Linked DNA regions of Sus scrofa: region 2 is linked to region 1. A link is a contact called in public Hi-C data. All regions are on one chromosome and are shown on one strand. Each heading gives the region's core, a stretch centred on a gene start, on an enhancer-like site or on the middle of the called end of the contact. The rest is flanking DNA. Distances are from core to core; before and after follow the strand shown.

What was found. A called contact is a pair of places that touch in the nucleus more often than the background predicts.
Region 2: a Hi-C map of heart right ventricle shows a contact between it and region 1, with 4 times the contacts expected there. The contact joins two enhancer-like sites. A contact is called at or near these places in 2 of 47 Hi-C or Micro-C datasets (fetal heart ventricle and heart right ventricle).

Annotation. Positions count from the first base shown.
Region 1 is chr15:94,653,203-94,658,014 of Sscrofa11.1, reverse strand. It overlaps C15H2orf88 (small membrane A-kinase anchor protein), which reads right to left. Exons shown (of 8, transcript XM_021076261.1): 5 at 2,966-3,035. Among named protein-coding and RNA genes, the nearest start is that of MSTN, 27 kb to the right of the region's middle. Within about 2 kb of position 2,939, at least 2 of the 83 cell types and tissues checked have an H3K27ac peak or open chromatin away from gene starts, as enhancers often do.
Region 2 is chr15:94,766,901-94,771,414 of Sscrofa11.1, reverse strand. All of the region lies in intron 7 of C15H2orf88 (small membrane A-kinase anchor protein), which reads right to left. Among named protein-coding and RNA genes, the nearest start is that of MSTN, 140 kb to the right of the region's middle. Within about 2 kb of position 3,249, at least 7 of the 83 cell types and tissues checked have an H3K27ac peak or open chromatin away from gene starts, as enhancers often do.

The sequences.
Region 1 (4,812 bases), core at 1,690-4,189:
CATCAGTAGCTAAAAGAGTTCTGCTAAACTCCAGAGAGCAAACAGCATTCTTTAAGCTGCCTCTTTCTCTCTGCACTAAATGACTGGTGGGCACTATATTTGTTGAGTTAGAGAGGAAAGAAGCAGTTTCTTGGATTTCCAAGTAGTGACCCCATATTTCTCATAAAAACAATGTTATAAATGATGGTTACATGTCCACACTATTTCCTCAAAGCCTATCAGCCTCAAAAGGTTACTGAAATAGAGTGCTATTTGTATACAAAATGTAGTATATTTTCTGGCATAATTATAAATAAGCTTTAAGTGAATAACCAGGAAGCCTAATTACCATCCATTGCTTCTATTGTAAAATATTTTTTAGATACAGTATAACATGTTAAAAATATTCTTCCCCTTTCCTTCCCACCTGAGCTTACATCCATACCCTGGCATCTGAGGCTACCGGGGAATCTTCCCTCAGGGTCACTTCTCACGGGAGGCAGAAAAGGGCCTTCTCGATGCACTGTGTGCAGACTGTCCCCCAATAAAGACCGCCAGAGGCAGCCTTCACTCCATTTGTTCCAAGATAGAATCTGCTTCTCAAAGACACTTTCTATTTCTTTCAGAACCAATACTTGACAAAATGCTAAATAACTTGTCAAAGGACAAGCAGCAAGAAAGCATCAAAGCTAAGGTATAAAGTTAGGTCTCTCTTACTCCACGGCCCACATTCCTTCCTACTTTCTTCAGTACTTTCAAGGAAACTACAATCACTTTAGAAATAGTCCATAGGTGCTATTTTCCACCAATTTTTTATCCTAATAAGTGAAAGTGTGTCTTACCTCCAGCTTCCTATTCACTTTTGAGAGCTATGGTCTCAAAGTAGGCAGCAAATTAAAACCACCTGGAAGCTTTAAAAATCACCTGGGCTCTACTCCAGACCGATTAAATTAGACTCTCTTGGGGTAGGGCTTTTTTTTTTTTTTTTTTTTTTTTAATTCTCTATTTGGTTCCAGTGCACTTGAGAACAACTGGCATTTGAGTCTCAGAACTAGGCTTGAAGTTGAGAGCTATAATATGCTGGCTGTGTTAGCAAGGTACTTAGCATAATATTAAAGAAAATTCATGCAGATTAAAGAGAATGTATTTGAGCATTTCACATTGTGTCTGACATGTGGTAGAAACACAACTAATGGTAGGAGTTGTGTTTCACTATAGGACACTGCTATAGTGAAAAGAAAGTGGGATTGGAGTCAGAGAGACATGATTTCAAATACCAGTGTTACTATTTTTAGTCTTTTGTAAGTTAAATACGCTGTGGCTTAGTTTCCTAATTTGTATAATAGTTAGAATAATTCCCATCTCATAGAATTGTTGTGATAAATAAAACGTTTGTGAAAGACCTGGCATATTCCTTGTATTGTTTGTAACCCAGTTATGCTAGTAAAACAGCCATTGAAATCAGTTATAGAATGTTCCTTACATTTGGAAATGTTCTGTTTTAGATATGGAAATGTATAGGCTCTGTGTTTAGTGGAAGAAATTCACATAACAGTACAGATTCTATTTATTCTATACTATCCCTTACCTTACTATAGAATAAAGCATCAAGATTTTATGATTGGGGGAGTTCCCATCATGGAGCAGCAGAAACGAATCCAATTAGTATCCATGAGGATGTGGGTTTGATCCTGAGCCTCGCTTAATGGGTTGGGGATCTGGTGTTGCTGTGAACTGTGGTGTAGGTGGCAGATGCAGCTCAGATCTGGCTTTGCTGTGGCTGTGGCTGTGGCTGGCAACTCTAGCTCCGATTCGATCCCTAGATTGGGAACTTCCATATGCCGTGAGTATGACCCTAAAAAGAAAAAAAAAAAGATTTTATGATCTGAAAAAAAAGATTTAATGATTAAGTATGATAAAGGGGCTTACTGACCTCTGGGTCAATGAGCTGGGACAGAAACTCTGGCATCTGGACTCTTCCAACCATGCTGTTCCAGACCTGACCCAAGTGCAGATCAAAGTGGCCCAAAACACAGGGGGAATCCAGGCTAGACTGTCACCACTGCCTTCATAAAATTGAGTCTAGAACAGCCTTTAGCTGTTTCTGTCTCCGTGCTGTAGGGGGTTGCAATCAAGATGGAATGTGTCAGCAGTGTTAAAACAAACATCCCTGCTCCATCTTGAGAGCAAACTCTATAAATAGTAGATCTGGACATGGCTCACACCAGACCCTTGTGTAATTATCTGTCTTCACAGGATGTGCCTGGCACAAAGGGCTAAGAAATCTGGAATGGGGCCTGATCTAAACAAGGTACTCAATAAGTGTTCCTTGAATTGAACTGACCTGTGTCCTCTGCCTGGAACACTTTTTCGACTGGAACTAGATGTTAACATTTATTGGGTCTTACCAACTACCTGGCCCTGTACTAGGCACTTTATATAGAGATCATCTCATTCATCTGGCAAACGCTTGCCCATCCTTCAAGATCTAGCTCAAATGTCACCTATTCTGTTAAACCTTCTTGACTCCCTGAGGCAGAGTCCCCTGTGCTTTTGCCCTGACAGAGCTTTGCTCAATCTTCAGAGGAGCACTTACCACCTTCTACTTTAACATATCTGTTTACAAGTCTGTCTCCCCCACTGGAATGTGAGGTCATCAGGGGCATCACGTCTTTATTACTTTTTTTGTTACTAGTACCTAGCTTCTCATGAAATTAATTTTCTAAACTTGCTCGCAATTCTGCTAAATAATGTCACACTGAAAAGTGCATTTATTTTAAAAATGACATCCTTCTACACACAGAAGCAGCTGATATTTTTATGTAACTGAGGAAGAAGGACAACTTTGATAAAATTGAGGAAGAACGAATTCTGTACTATAGAATTTGAACTAGTGAAGAGTGGGATCTGAGGCCTTTCTGCACATACCAGCTGTGGGAATCAACACCTCACTGGAAGTGCCTGACATGCTTCCACTGACACCTACCTTGGGACCAAATTATTGCTCTCAGGATATCTATAGTACCTGGCAGCCGTCTTCTGGCAGGATCTATGCACTGCAACAAAGAAAGAGAAATGTGAGAAGATTACACATAGACACACATACACATACACATCCCTCATTTTCCACTAAAGCATTATCACCTGAAATCTTTTTTTTTAAATAAATTTTGCCTGTTTCCTTTTACTTTATTATTTATTTATTTATTTATTTTGTCTTTTTTGCCTTTTCTAGGGCCGCTCCCATGGCATATGGAAGTTCCCAGGCTAGGGGTCTAATCGGAGCTGTAGCCGCTGGCCTACACCAGAGCCACAGCAATGCGGGATCCAAGCCGCGTCTGCAACCTACACCACAGCTCACAGCAATGCTGGATCCTTGACCCACTGAGCAAGGGCAGGGATCGAACCCGCAACCTCATGGTTCCTACTCGGGTTCGTTAACCACTGCGCCACGACAGGAACTCCTTTCACCTGAAATCTTAAACACTAATAATAAAATGGAGAAATAACACTTGCCTTATTGATTTCATGAGGATTGAATGAAATAATATACATGAAGTGCATGATATAGTGGCTAATTTATTGCCAGCTAAAAAGAAAGTGGATGCTATTTTAATATCCCATAACCAGGAAATATCCTTGTAACCCTCCAGCTTTCTGACTCCTTTATTCCCACTGAACACTGTGGAGCTTATCAAGAAAAATTCCTCAGAATTCCCGCCATGGTTCAGTGGAAGTGAATCTGTCTAGCATCCATGAGGACACAGGTTTGATCCCTGGCCTTGCTCACGGATTAAGGATCCGGCCTTGCTGTGAGCTGTGGCGTAGGTTGCAGACGTGGCTTGGGTGTGGTATTGCTGTGGCTGTGGCCAGCGGCTACAGTTCTGATTGGACCCCTAGCCTGGGAACCTCCATATGCTGCAGGTGAGGCCCTAAAACGACAAAAAAAAAAAAAAAAAAAAAAGACAAATTCCTCAACTCCCAAATGTTTGATATAAGCAAGTGGTTGAATGATGGTGCCATGTAATAAAATGGAGAAGACTGGGTAGGGAAGAGAGGATTGGTAAATTAAAGTTCTCTTATGGCCATGGTAAACTGGAAATTCTTATTAACTATCCAAAAGGGATATAACATAGACTGCTGAATATGAGCTGGAGTAAATATCAGCAAATACTTAATATTAAAGTCAGAAGGACTGAATGAAATATCTACAGAGAAAACATACATATAATAAATATAACTTTTCTTTTTTCACAGTTATAAAATCTGTTCTGATACTAATTTGCTTTTTCTACTTAGTATATTATATTCATCTAAGTCAGTATACACATATAGATTTGTCTGGAGATACTATAATTTATTTCTAATTGATGGACATGTAAGGTATTTTCAACTTTTCAGCATTATCAACTCTATAAATTTTTGAGAGTTTGTGCAAGTTGATCTGAGGGGAAAATCCTAGGAAATAGAATTGCTGGGTCAAAGGGAATGGCATATTTAAAATTCTGAAGGAGAACGCCAAAATGCTCTACAACGTGGATAAAAATTTAAATTTACACTCTTACCAAGAAGGAAATAGGAAATTATTTTCCAATGCTTATTATAATGCTTGAATGAGAAATGGTATTTCAACTTTTCAGCATATTTTAATGTTAACCTTAGTGAGGTTGAACATCTTTTCATAGGTTTATTGGAAATTTGTGTCCTTTTTTGCTATTTTTCTACTGAGTTAACTTTTTTCTTATTCTTAGGGGTTCTGGATGAACATAAGATAAATTTAGCCTTTTTCCTGTCATAAGCATTTCATTTTCCTCTCTTTTTTTTTCCTTTTTT
Region 2 (4,514 bases), core at 2,000-4,499, 110 kb before region 1:
TAGCTAAAGAAATGACACCAAGCAATGAAAATCTTATAATCTGCTTCCTAAAATATAGAGAAAAGTTTACAAAGATTAGAAAATTCTTCCAAGTCTTCAGAACTGATAGTTAATTTTTAAAAGCAGAAATATGAGTCTAAATTTAAAAATATAAATGATTTTAAAAGTATAGGATAAAATATAGGAAAACATCAAAAGGGATTATAGATAATTTAAATTCTTTATGCTTTTCTCTGTTTTCCAGTTTTTTGAAATGCATGTATTATTTTTTATCATCAGAAATATCTTTTTTTTAAAGCCAAACTGATTTTTATATGATGCCATATCCTTTAGCTGCTTGAAACCAAGATTTAATGCCAATATGATACTCAACCACCTTATGAAGAGAAAGAACAGTACTGGACTCATATCGTGATCTGGGTGATGGCACTGAATTAGCAAGTCAAAAGTCAATAGGACTACACTTAAAAAATAAAAAGCCTTCGTGATGAGTCAAATGATAGTTAAACTAATGCAGGATTTTGACTCTCAGAAGCAAGAACAAGTTTATGAGGGGATATGATAGATGAACTCCATGGCAGTGGTTCCAGAAGGTCAGGGTTTACAAACAAAACATTAAAAAGCTGAGCAACTCCTGTATCTCTCATCAACTCAGTATCTACCATCTGTGATTTACCTAAATATGCTTGCATCTCACACTCTAGCCCAAGATCACTTTGGGGGTACAGGTTTTCTACACACAGTATAAAATGTGCTTTTTATTAATCCTAAAGCTATATGCACAGAAAGAAGGCAAAAGTTGTTTTAGATTTGGTAAACAAAATTATTCCTTGTCAAGCCATTTCTTATTTCTCTGAGTGTAGACTAGTAGTTCATCCAAGAACCTAACTGAAGTTCTTTTAAAAAAGTGACAACTTGGTATCATAGAATACCAAACTTAAAATGCTTCACTAAACAAAATTACTTTATACTCAAAATCAGTGCATAAACTCTTTTTTCTCATAGGGTTTCTTTGAACTTCACTGGGCCTAAGGAGAGAAGTATATCTGTACAGTAAACTCAGGTCATTTAGAACTCAGAAAAGTCAGAAAAACCAATAGATTCCACACAGAGAGTTCTTTACATGGCTTTTGTCCAAAAAAGAGTAGAGCAATTTAATAATGTGACCATAGGAGTTTTTCTTTGTTTCTTTGAGACTGTTTCCTCATCTCTAAACTAAGGGCAATGATACCTGCCCCAAAATGTCTCATGAAGAGTGATAAGGAAAAACATAAAGCACTATAGAAATGCAGCAGCTATGCTGCTACTACAATTACTATCCATTGCTAAACGGATGATGATGTAAGAGGGAAGAAAAAAACACTAAAAAGGAAGGAGATGCTGACAGCTGAGGACCTTATCTTGGGTAACCCACACTCCCTGGTTCTGAACAGTTCTCCCAACCCCCTGCACGAGGTCCACACACAAGAAACACAGCACTACCCCAGTAACAAAACTTCCCTCAAAGGTGGAAGCCATGCACTCCAAAACAACCCCCAAATGTAGATCCTTGTGGAATTACATTCCAGTATGAATGCATAGCCCACTCCACTGGGATGCCTCTCTCCTAAGCCTGTGAATTCAGAGGGTAGGCACTTGGCCTCACTCAAGCCTGAACTTTAATAAGTAGTTTCTAATTCCAGGTTTGTCTAAAACACCTAAATCTTAGTCATTTAACTTGATGAAATTATCTTAACTGGCATTTTTTAGGGCACTAAATTTTATTGACCTCAACTGCAAATAAAACTCTTAAGGAGTTTGAAAGGGTCAGAGTTTGCCACCCTAAAAGATGCCACATTGCCATAGGGGTTGTTTTGAGCCAAAAGCAATTAGCTTACTGCCCTCTACCTTTCTGTTCAAAAGCAGGGCATAAATTCCCCTTAGTAAAGGTGTCTCCCTCTCCTATACCAAAAAGATAACCACTCTGGAGACAACTGTTATCTGCAAAACAAACAACCCTTATTAGTCATACATCTAGTCACCCTTTCAGAACTCTGTCATGCCTGGAGCTCCAACCCCCTTTCCTTAGTCTGGCCTCTGTCCCCACTTTATCACCCTTTGTTAAAATGATATGTAAGCCCCCAAGTTGCCATTTCCATGAATCACATTTCTCTGTGAACGCCCATGTGTACACAGGTAATTAATTTTTTTTCTCCTACTAATCTGTTGTCAGTTTGATTTGCAGGCCCAGTCAATGAACCTAAGAGGATAGAAGAAGATGATTTTTTTCTCCCTCCCCTACACATTCAAGGTTAGTCAGTCTTTATGTTACGTAGTGAAACAACCTCAAATATTTTAGAACGATTAGGAAGCATTAACAGCAAACTGAAAGTGTCAACTGCTATGCACTGAATTAAATTCCAGGCAGTAGTATACGTAATTTTGAATACTTAAAAGAACCATTATTCTTATGTGGTGACGTGAGAAAACACAGTGTCCAAATCTGCTTGGACTCTAGGTCAAAGGAAGAAGAATTCTGAAAGTTTTGCTATTTAAATTTTGGTAATTTTTTCATGATACATATACCACACTCCTAAGGCATCATTAGAGAGTTCCTGTTCTCTGTAGCTGATGGTGGTGTGTTTTAGGACAGGGAGTAGACGTGAGGTAGAGGCAGAGGTATATTTAATTTAAACATTCTTAAAAAACAAAACAAAAAACCTTTTTCCTACTGGGTTCAATTTCTCATTAATCTGAGGAAGCTTCCTCCCCACTCAGGCTATTTTATCCTCACCACACACACCCATGCTCATTTTCTCCTGCTAGCCTGCCCTGGGGTTGGAAAACACCACCTCCCCTGTATCTCCACCCAGCACCCTTTCCCCCCTTCCCTGCATAAACCAAGCCTGAGCAATCTTGAAGACTAGAGAAAGCCCATCTCCTTCATGCAGACTTCCTGGAATTACCCAGTCAGTATTCTCTTCTTGAGCCCATGTCCAACTATTTAATTTACGAGTGCCGCCTCCCCAAGTGAGATTAAATATTCTTCTAGAGCAGTAGCCAATTTCTCCTTTTGTTACTTTACACGGAATAGTTCTCACACATAGAGGCATGTAATGAATGTTAATTAAAGTTTGGCTATTTATCAAATATCCATGTACTTCAAAGTGTGTTAGATGTTGGAAATAAAACAGTGAACTACATGTAGTTCTCCCTCTTCCAGGGCACTCTCAACAAACAGAAGCCACAAGCTCACAGTAGTGTTTGGGCCAGTGTTTCTTGCCAGTGTGATGTGCAAACTGTTCTGAATGAGAACAGTCCTAAGCTGAGCATTCATTCTCCAGTTCCCTGGACTCTGTCACTCATCCAGCTCCACTAATTCATGTTGCCTTCAGCCCCTTCGGAGGCATCCTTTATCCCATAACTCCTAATTTATTATTCTCCAAACTTTCAACATTATAATACCTCCCTTGGTTGTATTTCTCCCCCAATTCTGTCAGAGTATGCTTACTCGGGAAAACAGACTCCAATTTATTTATTTATTTATTTTGTCTTCTTCTTTTTTTTTTTTTTTTTTTTTGCCTTTTCTAGGTCCGGGGCATATGGAGGTTCCCAGGCTAGGGGTCAAATCGGAGTTGTAGCCACCGGCCTACACCACGGCCACAGCAACACCAGATCCTTAACCCACTGAGCAAGGCCAGGGACTAAACCCGTGACCTCATGGTTCCTAGTCAGATTGGCTAACTACTGCGCCACAACGGGAGCTCCAAAACAGGCTCCAATTTAAAAAAAAAAATTCCCAAACCCAAGGCAGATGGTATAGTAATTAATTAGAGAAAGAAAACAGAACTGTTCAGCAACTGTTTTACTTTCTTAAAAGGCAAATGATCTTTCAGCTGGAAAGGACAGAAGAAACTTCATTTAAGAGAGGATCAAGGTACAAGAAGAAGAGGTCACTTTAAAGGAATTCAAGTCTTCAAATTCTGGTGAATTATGTTCCAGGGAGGACCCGCAGATGTAAGCTCAGAAATATTCTGACAACCTTTAGAAAAACAGAAGGAAGGAGGACTCAAGAGGCTAGAGACTCAAACATGCTTTTTCCCCTAATTTTTTAAAATTCAAAAGTGAAGGAAAGCATTAGAATTCCTAGGTATTATAAACCACTTTAGTTTTGATGCCAATTTCTGGCAAAATTCAAGATTTAATCAGAAAACAAGGACTATTTGGGAGAAAAATACTGGAGACTTCTAGGAACTAGCAGTTCACTAAGAATCAGTCTTTTTATTTTTATTATTTTTTTTTAAATTTCAGCCATGCTTGTGGCATACAGAAGTAGTTCCTGGGCCAGAGATTGAACCTAAGCCACAGTGGTAACAACACTGAATCTTTAACTGCTAGGCCACCTGGGAACTCTAAGCATCAGTCATTTCTAAACTAACATCATTTACCTTTCTGATTGGAGAATACTCAAGATCTTTAATTTTCGCAAAGCATTTGATTAAAATTCTGTCCTTATGAAAAAGACTGATCTATGG